2 separate regions of the Zea mays genome follow, and region 1 is linked to region 2. The links are chromatin contacts, called in public Hi-C maps. All regions are on one chromosome and are shown on one strand. The core of a region is the stretch at or near the end of the contact, and the rest is flanking DNA. Distances in the headings are between cores, read along the strand shown. Region 1 holds the start of LOC103633312. Region 2 holds the start of LOC100273053.

Region 1 (7,620 bases), core at 120-2,619, 190 kb after region 2:
GGACAAAGTGCAAATCAATACAAAGGTATGATTCTAGACTTAGTACATTGATTTTTGTGTACTAACATATTTGTCTAAGTGCTAGAATCAGAGAAAAGACAATTGGAAAACACTTGGCTCGAGCAACCAAGACTCTGCTCAGTCTGGGTGCACCGGACAGTGTCCGGTGCGCCCGGCTGGCTCTGGTGAAAAGGCCGCTCTCGGGAATTCGTCGGCGGCGTACGACTAAAATTCACCGGACTGTCCGGTGTGCACCGGACTGTCCGGTGAGCCAACGGTCGGCCGCGCAATCCGCGCGTGACGCGTGGCCGGGCCAACGGTCTGAAGTGGGCACCGGACTGTCCGGTGTGCACCGGACACTGTCCGGTGCGCCAACGGCTCCAAATCTTCAACGGTCGGCTGCGTCAGAATAGGAAATAAATCCGCACCGAACAGTGTCCGGTGGTGCACCGGACTGTCCGGTGCGCCAGTCGACAGAAGACAAGAATTGCCTTCCTGGAATGCTCTCAACGGCTCCTTGCTGCCTTGGGGCTATAAAAGGGACCCCTAGGCGCATGGAGAAAGACACCAAGCACACCTTGAGCATTCTTGATCATTCACACTTCGTCTTTGCACACTCGTTTGACATTCTTAGTGATTTGAGCTCTGTTCTAGTGAGAACTTTGAGATATTCATTTGAGCTCAAGTCTTGGCCGTGTGTGTGTGCGTATTGCTGTGGACTTGTGTGTGTTGCTCATCCCATCCTTACTTCCGTGTTCATTTGTGATAACCTTTTGTAAGGGCGAGAGACTCCAAGTTGTGGATATTCCTCACAAACGGGAAATAGTGAAAGGAGGAAACATCGTGGTATTCAAGTGGATCTTTGGATCACTTGAGAAGGGTTGATTGCAACCCTCGTCCGTTGGGACGCCACAACGTGGAGTAGGCAAGTGTTGAACTTGGCCGAACCACGGAATAAATCATTGTGCCTCTCTGTGTTGATCTCTTTGTGGTTGGTGTGTTTTACAAGAACTCCTCTCTAGCCACTTAGCTTTATTGCTCTAACACTTAATCAAGTTTGTGGCTGTAAGTTTGAAGTTTTTACATGATCACCTATTCACCTCCTCTAGGTGCTCTCAGCAAATCGTACACACGTTGGTGGAGATGTGATAGTATATTTAAAAATGTATCAGAGAAAAGGAAAGGATTGCTTTTAAAAGCTGATATATAAGGTAAGAGGGTTGTTTTGTACTCCTTGATCTCAAAATATAATTCGTTTAAAATTAATTGTATATTTATTAATTAACATCCGAATGAATAGGTTTATATTTGTTATTATTATTTGAATGAATATGGAAAGAAAAAAACGGTCTGCAAATAACTATATTTTAGAACGGACCTACTAAAAATATTATAACGGTTTGCACGGTTCCATTCATAAATGATCTATCCACAATCCGTTTGTCAGACACACCACCAGATTCGCGTGTGGTGAAAGCTACTGGTAGATCGCTTGACGGAATTCGGAAGCCACTGAGGCGAGCGGCGAGCGCACACCGTCACAAGCACCACGCCGCCGCTACTGACTGACCCGACCATCACTCACCCAATACTTGGAGGTGCGAGATGGCAGCGTCAGGATCGGGAGGCAACGAGCCCGGCGGGCGGCCTTGGACGGCGACCAGCACGTGGGTCCTCGGTCCCGCCGGCGGGACCGCGGAGGACGCTGTCTCGTTCGAGACCTCCGACTACGACGCCGAGGCGTCACCGGCTGGCGTCGTGCTCTGCCGCCCGCCGGCCGACGCGGAGGGCGACGTGCATTCCTGCCCCTGCGAGCTCACTGGTGAGTCCTCTCTTTGTCTTCGGTAGAACCAACCAACCTAGTAAAAATTAAATTTGGAGGTTTGTTGTGCTCGCTTAGTCGAATCGTTGATCGGATGCAACTGCCCGCTCGGCTGGGAAGTGTTGCTACTTGCGTCACAGTCGGACAGCGTCTGAGCGGGCAAAACCCTAGTAGGCTTATATACTATCTATAAATCGAATTGGGCATCGGCTATTTGGGTTCTGGGGATCTAGTGCTGTGATTGTTCCATTGGGCTGGAAGTGTCGTATTAATGTTTTGTTAGGGAGAAGGTTATCCCCGCTTTTTTTCTGCATGACGCATTCTAGGCACGTCCGCCCACATTGTCTTGGTCCAAAATCTGGAAGACTTGAATAGCTACATGGCCTAAACTTAAAGTTTCTCGAGAAATGACTTCATCAGATACTGCTGCATCTTCCCAGTTGGAGTCCTGAACTGTTCCAGTTGCATTGAGCTTTAAAGTATGAGTGAATTGTCCACTTCTCTCCATTAGCTTAAGCTTTTGGGTTAAATTGGTGGATTAATGCTTTGGGGTCCCTTTGTTAATCTTACGTGTTGTTGAAACTAAGTAACTACAACAACTTGTTGAGATGCCTAAACCCTGCTCATAATGTTGGTACAGACTAATAAATTGATGTATGACCACCATGAGTTAGTTACCTATAGCTAGGGGTGATAATGGGCTCTAGATTTTACACTGTAAAATTTAAGGATCGAATCGGATTAGGATTAGGCTTCATTCCTATTTATTTTTGAACAAGAATGAATTAATGGCCCTAACTTATTGTAAAGAAACATTTGGATCGTGATCCATTACCACGCTTACCTATAACACTTTGACTCTTCTTATTCAGTCCACGATCATAGCAACAGCATTTGGTTGTTAAGGCCCATATTACCCATATTACATGTGCCTATATATTCTACCAAGTCCCTAAGGACTAAGGACTCTTTTTCAAATCCAAGGTTAGTAACATTGGTAGTTTCAGATGTATGATACTTTGGAAATTACATTTGCTGGTGTTTTACATCTCCTATAGCTAAACATTGTCGGATTCTACTTTACCATGGAATCTGATTATGGCATTATTTCCAAATCAACTTTGATAGCGTTGTACCTGGTTTTGGCGTCTTCTATTGAACAGTCGAACCGTTGGATTCCTATGGAAGCCTTTAGTAATGCAAATTTGTAGACAGTTACATTCTCATCCTGTATACACAAAAACTTAATCAAGGATTTTGTTCAGTTAGTTTCAGGGGGAAGTATGAGATTCACAGGGTATATGTGCGAAGCACAGCTCGGATATATGAACTATACCACTCTCCTGATGCAAAGGGCACCGGCAAGGATTATCTATGCACCGTGCGTTGTGGACTTGCTGTTAAAGAACCGCAGCCCTATGGCGAAGAAAGTATGTCCCAGCGGACTGGCAGTGCTTTAAACAGTGCCAAGCGTGAACATGAGGCAAAAAGTGTAAGCAGTGGTAGTGATGAAGATAGTTGGGTTGATGTCAATATTCCAGAATCTCCTGCGGGAAATAAAACACTAACATCTCAAGAAAGGAATGTGATTCGTACCTGCCAAGTAAATACTATGGTATGCAATTCATTTTTTTTATTCTGCCGATGAAACATTGGTTAATACTCATTTATCACCAGAAATTTATGCAGGCAATGGTTTTGTTAGATAAAATAAGGATGTTTTTCTTTGTTATGAGGTCATCTCTAGCAACCTTATCTGTCTCACCTCCTATTTCAAACTTCGCTTTGTGAACAGTGCAGAGACTGCTGTGCAAAACAGTGTTTTGCACGGTCTACTGGAGTTTCTTATTGAGTTCTTTTTAAGATATCTACAACCTTTTTGTTAGTGATACTTTTAGAGAAGTGGGATTGATGAGCAGGCGGACTTACAAGTTGCAACTTTGGACGTAGTAAAAACATTGTCCTTATCTTCTGTTATTATATGTATTGCAGGCACACTATGAAGCTACTGCCGAGATGACTGATGTTAACCCATGTGCATCCCTTACTATACGTCTTCTATCACTTCAGTCAAATACGTCAGTGCACATTGAGGAAATCTACATATTTGCTGATCCTGTTGAATCCACCAATGATGTTTCAGTAAGAGGTCCTGGAAACATGGGAGGCAGTTCTTTGCTGGCAATGCTTGCTCCTGGCCTTATGCAAATGTCTAAGTCAAGAAATTTGAAAATTGATGGTAGTTATTTTTCTGACAAATCAAGGGATCAAGATAGCGTCACATGTGAAAGGGTTACACAGGAAGCAGGGCTGTGTAGCACAAATGATTCAAAATATACGTCTGCAGGGATAGAAAGTGGAATGGGCCCTACAATTGGTGTTACAGTATCTGATGAAAAAAGTAGCCAAAGCGAGTTCCAGTTCAAGGAGCCCAATTCTCTTCCACTGCCTGTACAAACATTAGATAGCACACAAGCGCCTTCAGTGAAGGATCGGCGAGAATTAAACACAGGTCATCCCCTCATGAATGAAAACTTTACTCCTTATAATCATATTGAGAGAAAGCTGGATACTCTGCTGTCAAAGGTAGAGAAGGTGGAATTATATTGCTCTAGGTTTGAGGACAGCATGATAAAGCCCCTTGGTAGCATTGAGGCAAGGCTTCAGCGACTGGAGGAACAGTTTAGTTCGTTCTCTCTGGATATTCAGTCTTTGAGAGGTTCTTCTGCATTTATGTCAGCACCAGATGGTATGCCTAATACAAAGAGCTCGCAGGAGGAAGCACCTAATGATGCTAATGATAGAAGTACTTCTACAACTGACAGGAAGCCAGGTTTAGTTGTTAGGGCGCCAGATTTTATGTCAGATGATTCCTGTGGTTGTAATGTAATAACTAATGGAAACCAGGTTAGTTGCCATGGGCCTAATGTGGTGCCAAGGCTACTTGTGAAGGTCCCTGATTTTATTTCTCAAGCTGAGTTAACTGATGGAAACCTCCATGATGGACATGCTCTATCTTCTGAAAAGGAGTGTAAGCCTTCCCCGGGTTTAATTGTCAAGGTTCCTGAATTCCTAGATGATGATGATGATGATGACGATAATGACAGCGACGACGAAGTGGAAGGGAAGAAACAGGCAGAAGTTTGTGGTGATGGTGATGCTCACGCATGGTCTGATGATACTCTGAAGAAAAACACATCCAGCAACACCAAGAGCAAAAAAACTGTATCTATCAATGGGGCATTGGCGTCCGCATTGGAGGCATTACTCACTTCCACCATAGGACCACCATCTTCAAAACCTGCTGTTTGCGCTACCAGTAATTTAAGTGCTGAAAATATTAATGATTCCTTCAGTTGCTCCCGTTATCCTGGAAAAAGTGGCGAGATGCCCACTAAATATGGTTCAGTTGACCAATTTCTGGGTACATCTGGTGATCCAAATTTGGTCGGTGCCTTCATATCTTTTCAGGATATTGATACGACTCATAATTCTCTGTCAAAGGAAATGTTGGATAGCGAGGTTGAGATAAATGAACATAACTGTGATCTCAATACAGAAAAGGTGGCATTTGTTGCAATCACAGAACCATTGGATGTTTCCTCACAGACTGATAAAATTGACGAATCTATTTGTGATGGAAGTTGGATGAACAGACAAAACAATGGTTCTAATTTTGATACAATGCCATATATCATGAACATTGAACCTTTGGATCCTTCTAAGCCTCCTACAGTTTTTGGACCTGTTGATAGTGGAGTTCAGGTGAATGAAGATAGACCTTCCATATCCTTGCTGGAGTTTCTTGCAGCAAGGAATGCAAACTCTTGCAAGAATGATACTTCGGAGGTATGCCTTGGTAACGAAGCTGCTGAAAAACTGTCTTTTGAGAGAACATCGGCTGGAGCTGGTAAAAACTCGAAAAATACCAGTCAACTTCTAGTGAAGAAAGCTCTTGAGATTGACGCGGACGAGAGATTTTTTTTGTCTAGTGTACCCATCGGGGCAAAATTTGAAAGAACAAGCAGTCCCGCCCCCAGAACTAGTGGGCACGATATTAATAATACAAAAGAAGCTGTCTCAGATAAGGAATGTGGCCTGGAGGATAGAGAGAATGGAATTAGGCTCTCTTCGAGGATGGACTCTATATTTTCTCAGTGTCATGCTACAGACTCCTTGTCAAGTTTGAGTAGTATGGAGTCATTTAGTGCAGCACCTGCCACAGACCCTGTTGTTCCAGGGAATGACACATCGGGAAATTTCGTGGAAGATCTTGCAGGCATTGGAGATCATCCTGTTGCAACACTAATATCTGGGGAAGATCTCCAAAAGGTTTGTGATTTGCTTTATGAGTTGAAGGATGACATGTTGGGCATGGCCTCCACAGCAAAGTGTACAAACAAGAGCAGCCCGTCCCTTGAAGTCTTGCTTGCTGAATCATCTGATTCTGAAGTGCAAATTTCTGATCTTGAGGAGGGTATTGCCAGTGGCGCTGGCATTGGCTCAGCTGGACTGTTTGGTACATTCTCATCTTCAGATGACGATGCTTCTGCTGCAGGCGAGCCTTTAGGTGATGTTGCCGACCTGACTACACCATCAGAGCCATATACTTCTGCCTTCAATGAGCCTCTGGTTGACGTGGCTGACCTGACAAACCCTTCAGGGACAGATGCTACTTCAGTGAATGAGCAGCCTTCGGCTGATGTGGTTGATCCGCTACATACTTCAAACGAGCCTTTGGTCAGTTTGGATGATCTGCCAAACCCTCCAGAGATGTCTTTTGGTGGGAGCAGTGGAGAACATCCTGACAGTCTTATATAGGATAAGGCTATGCGACACTGATAGTTCAGAGATGAGCGATTGAGCGGAACATGTTCCTGCTGCTGCACTAGTTGGTGTGTGCTGTACAGTGATGACTGTTTTCTTCGTGCAGAAGTTTCTGTACATAAATAAGTCTTTGTGTCCTCAATAGTTTATGCTAAATACTACGAAAGCAAAGTAACTTTGGTTTCGGGTTGCTATTCTCCGGTTCGTGCAATCCATCATTACAACCGAACACCTGCCGGCATATTACTTTTTACTGTTGCCCGTTCATTTTAAGATCTGAGCATTTGCAGGAGAAACACGTAGCTACCACTTACCAGACGCGCCTATATTGGGTACAATTTCTAGACCAGACCAGAGTTACAATCAAGAATCAACCCTTCATCTAGAACAGACCATACAAGGTATGGCAAAACTTCACTGCGTAGTACTTTCATTATCTCCCTCTTTTCTGATACTAACTGCTTTATTAGTATGTAATTTCTTGTAGTAATCTAGTGACCATTTAACCGCTGGCAGCTGGCAGGTGAATCTCGGAGCACGCCATGTTCTGAGACGGTACACTCCATGTTTGTTTCATAAGTAAGCGGACAGAAGAACAGGCGGCGCTCTGTTCACATGTGAGCTTGCCTGCCGCCTGCGGTCCGCGTATAGGCGCACATGGGCTAGCGACCTGGCAAAGTCGTCCCGCCATTAGTACGAGGCACGGGCCCGCGCGGCCCATTAGTGGGTCCGAGGTGCATCTTCTCTCTGTCCAGCTGCAAGGAATCCATGGATTCTCATCCTCTCCGGTCTCCGCCCCCGTGCAGTCAGAGAGGTGCATGAAGGACGATGTTTTCTTCATCCAAATAATCCTCTAGAAAGGAGACGAAACAATTCTCAGGTATTATGGTACCAGAACCTCCTTTGGTCTCTTCGTATTAACATTGTTACAGTGTTAAACCGAGCCTAACAACAAACGAAAAAAAAACTTT
Region 2 (6,790 bases), core at 3,659-6,158:
CGATGCGTGGGGGGTGAGAGCGTGCGCATCGGACGGCTGAGAGACTCTAAAGCGTATTGGACGGTTAAGATCGTCGGAAGGCAGAACCAAGCAGAGGCAGCCTACCCTTAGAGCCTTAATAGGTAGTATAGATTTCGAAGACAAGCTTTTGGGGGATTTTATTTTTTATTTTTTAGAGTTGGAGTCGAACATTAAGCACTTAATTCGGTGTATGCATAACCAAACTTGAATACAAATCAAATGCGATACACTGTATTTTTTTCGCCTGCAGTCGACACTCGGGTGTTATCGAACCGTTTTTAGGAAATTTTTTGACAAGCTTGCATGGAAAGAATGAATTTCACAGGCAGAGCAAATCTCTACTGAATTTCCTGGTAACCCCTCCATTTTCGATGTGCCCAAAGTTGTATCTTCATCGCCACTTAGAGCCGCGAGGCACCCTATAATTCACAGTTTAAGGCATTTCAGCCCTGAAGTACAGACAGAACATGAGTTCGGATGAACAAGTACTGCCCCTCGAAACAAAATTTGCAGGTAACCAAACGTACAAACAATAAAATCCGAGGAACGAAAATCAATTGTAGTGTTGTTTAAATGCTATTGTACCAGCTGGTCCCATGATAAGAATTACACAGGACTTCAATATGAACAAAACACGTTCTCTACAACTGTAAGTAGCCATTCCGAAATCCTTCCTTGAGTCCTGGACCTTATGTAGTAAGCACCTACCTGAACAGATTCAGATCAGAGTGAATGAAAGCGGTGTGGGATATGAATGGGACATTAGGATACATTCCACAAAGAGCGCAGCGCAAACACTCAAGCACTGTGAAGATCTGTATGAACGCGATAGACATCCAGAAGTACTGCATTGGCTTCCCCTGATAAACGATGCTTGGCATCCAGGTACACATGGTGGCCACTGCTTGGGAGCCAGTGTCTAGAAGGATCGCTAGGATCACATGGAACCTCAGAAAGTGCGGCGACCACTTCCGCCTCACAACGAAGAAGTACACTGTCATAAATATCACCAGAAAGAGCCACCCAGGGCACAGAGTCATGGTGTCGATGAAGGTGTACAACAGCGAAAACCCCTGCAAGTAAGTGTGCAGCTGGTAGATCACGTCGGCATAAGACCACATGTTGTGCAGTGGCAGCAAGTACGGCACACAAGCTAGAGTTCTCCACCACCATCTGGGTTTGGATGTCAGCTCAGGGTAGCTGAAAGATGCCAGCGAGGATGCCCGACAACTAACGGACCTTGGATGCTGATTATGCTGCCCTGATAGTGATGGCATGCCCTTGAGAGAATTCTCCCTTGGGAATGATATAGGCATGCCATGATGAATGGAATCAGTGCCAACTGAAAAACACAATGATGAAAATCAAATCCATTATAGTAACTAGGGACAATGATCAAAGAATGGGACAATGGAGCGTATAGATAAATCATGGCCATTAAAGAAATCAGTATACATAACACTTGCAAAATGGTTTCATTTCCAATGTCATTCTAATCATAAAAAAGTACCAATGGAGATAACTAAACCAAGGCTTGAACTCCATATCATGCTATATACTTTGTTGATAATATGATGTGGCTGGAACTCTGAACAATTCAAATTCATATCCTGTTTAAACGATTGTATTTTGTTTATTACTTTGCATTGTCTTGACCATGTGCCAACTAAACGTTACATTGTTTTTTTTCAGCAAGCCTATGTCGGAAAATGGACCCTCGACAAGTAATCGAAGGAATAAAGATCCTAGAAGTGCAAAATTTTCTTTGACATGGAACACCAAGTATTGAACTGTCAGGACTCAGGCAGAGCCCAGAAAATCAGCAACACCAGATTATAGCATCTAATACAGGACTATAAGTTTATGATGATTGATGACACTTAGGGCTAGTTTGGCAACCCCATTTTCCAAGGAATTTCTATTTTCCCAAGAAAAATGTGGGTGTTTGGACTCGCGGTCCTAACCAACTAGTGAAGTTATGTCATGTGCCCCAGATCCAGATAGTGATGCGAGTTGACACAGGCGATTTATCCTGGTTCGGAAAATGCAAGGCCCTGCTTCCAGCAGAGGGGGATGAAGCTTATATTACTCGCACCGAAGTGATTGTAGTAGGGGTTACAAGCTGAGCGGGAGAGGGGAAGGCCCTAAGTCCCTATAAATGATTGAGGCAAGTGCCAATATCGGATGCCAGGAGAAGACTACGAAATGTTCGCCTACCCCTAGAGAGGTCGTAGACTAACCTATTTATATGCCCAAGGGGAGCGCATCCTTGTAGACGGGGCATGCTTGCATGCTGTGGAGGGTGTCTTCGCGTCCTGTAGACAGCATGGCCTTTGTACTTTGTTATTGACTTGTGCTTGATTGTTTCCTGCTGAGAGCCGCGACCGAGGCCGAGGGCTCGGTTGTGTCCCCGAGCCCCCCTGAGAGGGGTTGCACATACCATAGTGGTTGACACAGTGCTTAGTATGGGAAAAGGCTTTTTAAGGGATGCGTCAGCTTTACTGTGTCCGATGACGTTGGGGACGTCCTCTGACACAAATATCGAGGGTAGGATCGGGCTAGGTGAGATGAAGGCATGCCCGATGTCACGACCGAGCCTTCTTGCGATTCGATGACGCGTGCCACAGTTCGAAGGAGTGGCCCTTCGCGGGATTCGCGCTGGGGCAGGTAGCCGAGGCCGGGCTCGAGCGAGGCGGAGTTTTGTCCTGAGGGTGAGCTTTGCGTCGGGCGAGACGGAGTTTGCGCCCGAGGGCTGGTCCGCCCTTCTGTCGTATTACATGTCTTGTCAGGGGCTGGCAGACGGCGTGCGTGTACAGTGGCGCGTGCGTAATCATGCTGGTGAATCTTTGACGGGACTGCGGTCTTGTTACCGTTGTACAGCTGTAACCCTGCGCGAGGTAGGTACGAGCATTGAATGCGGCTATCCCCCACGGGCCTTCGGGCTTGCTTTGTCCTTATCGCCTAAGATAGGTTCGGGCGAGGCGAACATGGCGGTCCTAGGGCGAGGGTGCCTCGGGCGAGGCGGAGACTCTCCCGAGTATGTGACCTACTCGAGACCGAGCTCGGGTGAGTCAGAGATTTTGGAAGGCCTTCGTGGGGAGCTCGGTCGGGACAAAGTTTTGTGGGGATGGTCATCGATACGAACCTCGGGTGAGGCGGAGTTTGTGATTCATGGTCCTCGAGGATGTACTTCAAGGGTGTCCCTAGGGTTTTAAGCGCGTTTTTGGGGGTGTAGTTTGGTACCCCTAATTTATCATACTCGACATAAAATTAGTTCATTTTTCTCTTGGGAAAATGGAGTTACCAAACTAACCCTTAATAGGAAACATAATATTTGCCAAAAATAACATACTCCCTCCATCCAATGAAATAAGGCATATATTTTTTTGACAAAGTCTTTAGAGTGAAACTTTGACCATTAATTTCTTTTAAAATATGACATCAACAAAAACAAATTAAGCATCATATTAAAGTATTTTTAATACAAATTTAAGTATATGACATGCATACACTAAAAAGATATGTTTTATTCTTGAATTGTTGGTCAAAGTTTTAAAATGTTGACTTTTCTAAAACATGTGCGCCTTATTTTATGTGATGGAGTATAATGATAAGGTGAAATGAATACGCCAGCACACACAAAAGAATTGACTGGAGAAGCATGAGATCAGTTTAGCCGAGGTAACTCCACCGGCTCTAAAGCATAACAGTATTTCTTGAGTTATATTTCAGTTATCCTATTCTGGACATTCAATGGCCCAATGTGTTTTCTCCTATGTCATGCATGCTTACCCATACTCAAGAGTGACAAGATAGAATTATGAAGCTGAGCAGCTGTTTTTATAGACTTTGCTAAAATACAGGATTCAGAATTGACAAAGGTGGTACGTGCTCAAATTGCCTGCAGAAAAGAATAACTTAATACAGTGCTAGTCAGTATAACAATAGTACTGTTTGAGCAGAAGCAACATGCATGAATAAAGTGGAATAGTTTAAGACAATATTTTGCTTCGAGGCATAGAGTGATCTATGTTTAAATGGAGATCTTTGGGTATCAGATGAAACGTTCAGTTCATAAGAAAAGAAGCAGCTTGATGATATTTCGTCTAGAACAAGAATTATCAATCAAAAAGGTTTAATCAAGAAGACAAAATAAAAGGTCGAAATTGAAGTGGACCAAAAGAAAATATATTTGTTGTCTTCATACCACGTAGAGCTCTTGCCGAAAAATGATCCGTTTTAACATGAAACTGGGTGCTCTTAAAACTTGATGATCTACCAGGAAAAGCTAGCAACTGAGCATTTCCAACAGAAACGCCCTGACATAGAACCATTTTGCATCAGCACCGCCTGAAGCAGTAATCTGCGCATACAAGTAAACGAACTGAGTGTTTGGTCTGACACTGAACCATGTAGCGGTACACGACGCAAACCCAACGCAGATTAAGTTATTTATTAGTTCAATTCGACAAGCAGGCTGAAACTTTTGGACACCAAACTGAAGCGATGAAGTTTAGAACATTTCAGAGCTAACTGAAGCCATGGAGCCAACAGAGAATTATGGAAAGCCGGCGAGAACAGACCAACGGCTGACTTAAACTAATAGAAATCCACCGAGGAGCATACGGCGGGGAGAGGAGAGAGAGAGAGAGGGGCACAAGTGATGTCTGTGTGTACCTAGGAAGCAGCCGAGGCACGCTCACCGCGGCGGTGGAGAGTCTGGTGAGATGGGAAGGGGCGGACGGAGGCCGATCTGTGCCGTAGCTGGCTCCGCTGGACCGGACTCCGGAGCGGGCAAGGGACGTCCCCCAAATCGGAGAACACCGGAATGGGGAGGCCGGAATGGGGAGGCCGCGCCGCCGCGGCGTAGGAACTAGGAAGAGATAGGGTTATGCAGCAGCGGTAATCAGGTATCTGGAATTCACTCTCGAATACAACATGTCCCCCTGCTCGCGCTGGGCTCGAACAAAACAAACAGGCCCTAGGAAAACATAGGCCCATTTGCATTCGGCCTGCTTTGCCTTTGACACCAAATAGAAAGTTAAAAGTTTCTGTTTCCAACAAATCAATATTACCATTTGGCCGGCCTGTTCGGCTGCGAGAATAATGTAGTGTTTGGTTTATGATCGAGGTCAGGCAGAGCGACCCGTTCTAATTTTTGGTAGCGTTTAGTTAAAAGAAGACAAGAACATACCGTGTGATTGGTTGCTCAGGCTACTCCGTCCAGGCCGACCGTTCTTTGGCATATGTTTGGTTGGTTGCAGAGCAGAATGACGGCCTGTACCCGCTCATGTAGTGTAGGTTTTCTTTTTGCTCATCTGCCACCTTTCCGGCAGACTAGAGGCCTGTTTGGATAGGGGCCGCAGCACGACACACCTGCGGCGGTTGATTTGGACACCACATCCGCGGTAGCTGGAGTGTGGCGCGGTGTGACGCCCGAGCCAGTCTGACGCGACACGGACATCTAGCACCTTAGTAACCAATCACGTAGACATTGGCTCTAAAAAGAAAATATTCTTTTAATATGTTCGAACTCACGTTTTTAAAATTTGAAAAGCATTTTTGCTCGTGAAAATGTGAAAATGGAACAGAGTTATTCTATCTTTTAAACATGGAACAAAATTATTTCATTCTTAGAAATTGAAACGAAATCATCAAAACCATACACATCCAGCCTGATTGAATGGTTGCGCAAGCACACGCACACTCGCGCAAGCTTGGCCGGTGAGATACGCATGTTTTGTGCGTACTTGCTGGTGCAGATAAAATGACTTGTTTTGCATTCGTCCATACAGCCCGCGCTTTTTAGATGCAGGCAATTAAATAGAAACTTAGATAAAGTTAACGCATATGGTGGTTCATGACGAGGTTGTGTTGTAGCAAGCACTGTAAATTGGCTACGGTATTTTGGCAAGAATAAGTGGCTGCATTTTTTTGGAAGAATAAGAGGTTGCAGCAACAACAACAGTCGTAATTGTATTCTCGCGGACAAACATGTCCGAACTACGTAAATTTGTAGAGATTAAGGTAATTTCAAGGTGAGCTTGTGTTGTTGGGACCATTAGTCGCGCTATAAAGTCTTTTCGTCCTTACTATTGAGCTGCATGCTTCCTGCAGCATTTTATGCCAGTCTTGTGGATAGATTTGTTGATTTTTTACTCAATAGATAACCATGATCTATGAAAACGTTAATAGTTTTTCTTTTCGGTAAAAACATATCAATAGGGTTATATATGAAGGGTTTGTGTGCTATGGTTGATTGACACATCTCATAACCTAGTTGTCGCCTCTCTTTCTAGGCTTGGCCTATCTCCGGCAGCTTATCCATCGACTTACCCATATTCAAACTCCACTCTGCGAACAGTGCATAACAGTGCAAAACAGTGTTTTTGGATAAACTTTAGCTAGACTACTACAGATGACCTTACATACGCCTAAGCCGCTATCATCCTTTGTCTACACTACATGAAAACAGTTAATTTCCGTCGGCCAGGAACCGACGGGAATAAGCATTAAACCGACGGGAATAAGTAATTTCCGTCGGTTTAGGGCTTATTCCCGTCGGTTGTCAGCCGCCAGGCGTCCCTTGTCAGGGATAAGGTTATCCCCGTCGGCGCCTGACGGGAATAATTAATTCTCGTCGGCTAGTTAGTGGCCGACGGGAATTAAGGCTAACTCCCGTCGGTTTTACTGGCCGACGGGCGTCACATATTAATTCCTGTCGGTTCCCCAGGCCGACGGGAGTTATTAATTAATTCCCGTCAGCCCT

Evidence for each region. A called contact is a pair of places that touch in the nucleus more often than the background predicts.
Region 1: a Hi-C map of leaf mesophyll shows a contact between it and region 2, with 2.3 times the contacts expected there. The contact joins the promoter of LOC103633312 here to the promoter of LOC100273053 in region 2. A contact is called at or near these places in 6 of 25 Hi-C or Micro-C datasets (bundle sheath, ear, endosperm and 3 more).

Annotation. Positions count from the first base shown.
Region 1 is chr7:167,963,574-167,971,193 of Zm-B73-REFERENCE-NAM-5.0, forward strand. LOC103633312 reads left to right here and starts at 1,370. Exons shown (of 3, transcript XM_008655035.4): 1 at 1,370-1,822; 2 at 3,088-3,437; 3 at 3,815-6,843. The coding sequence starts at 1,606. The coding sequence ends at 6,643.
Region 2 is chr7:167,767,091-167,773,880 of Zm-B73-REFERENCE-NAM-5.0, forward strand. LOC100273053 reads right to left here and starts at 4,909. Exons shown (of 3, transcript NM_001147502.1): 1 at 4,699-4,909; 2 at 4,229-4,384; 3 at 501-1,363. The coding sequence starts at 4,355. The coding sequence ends at 726.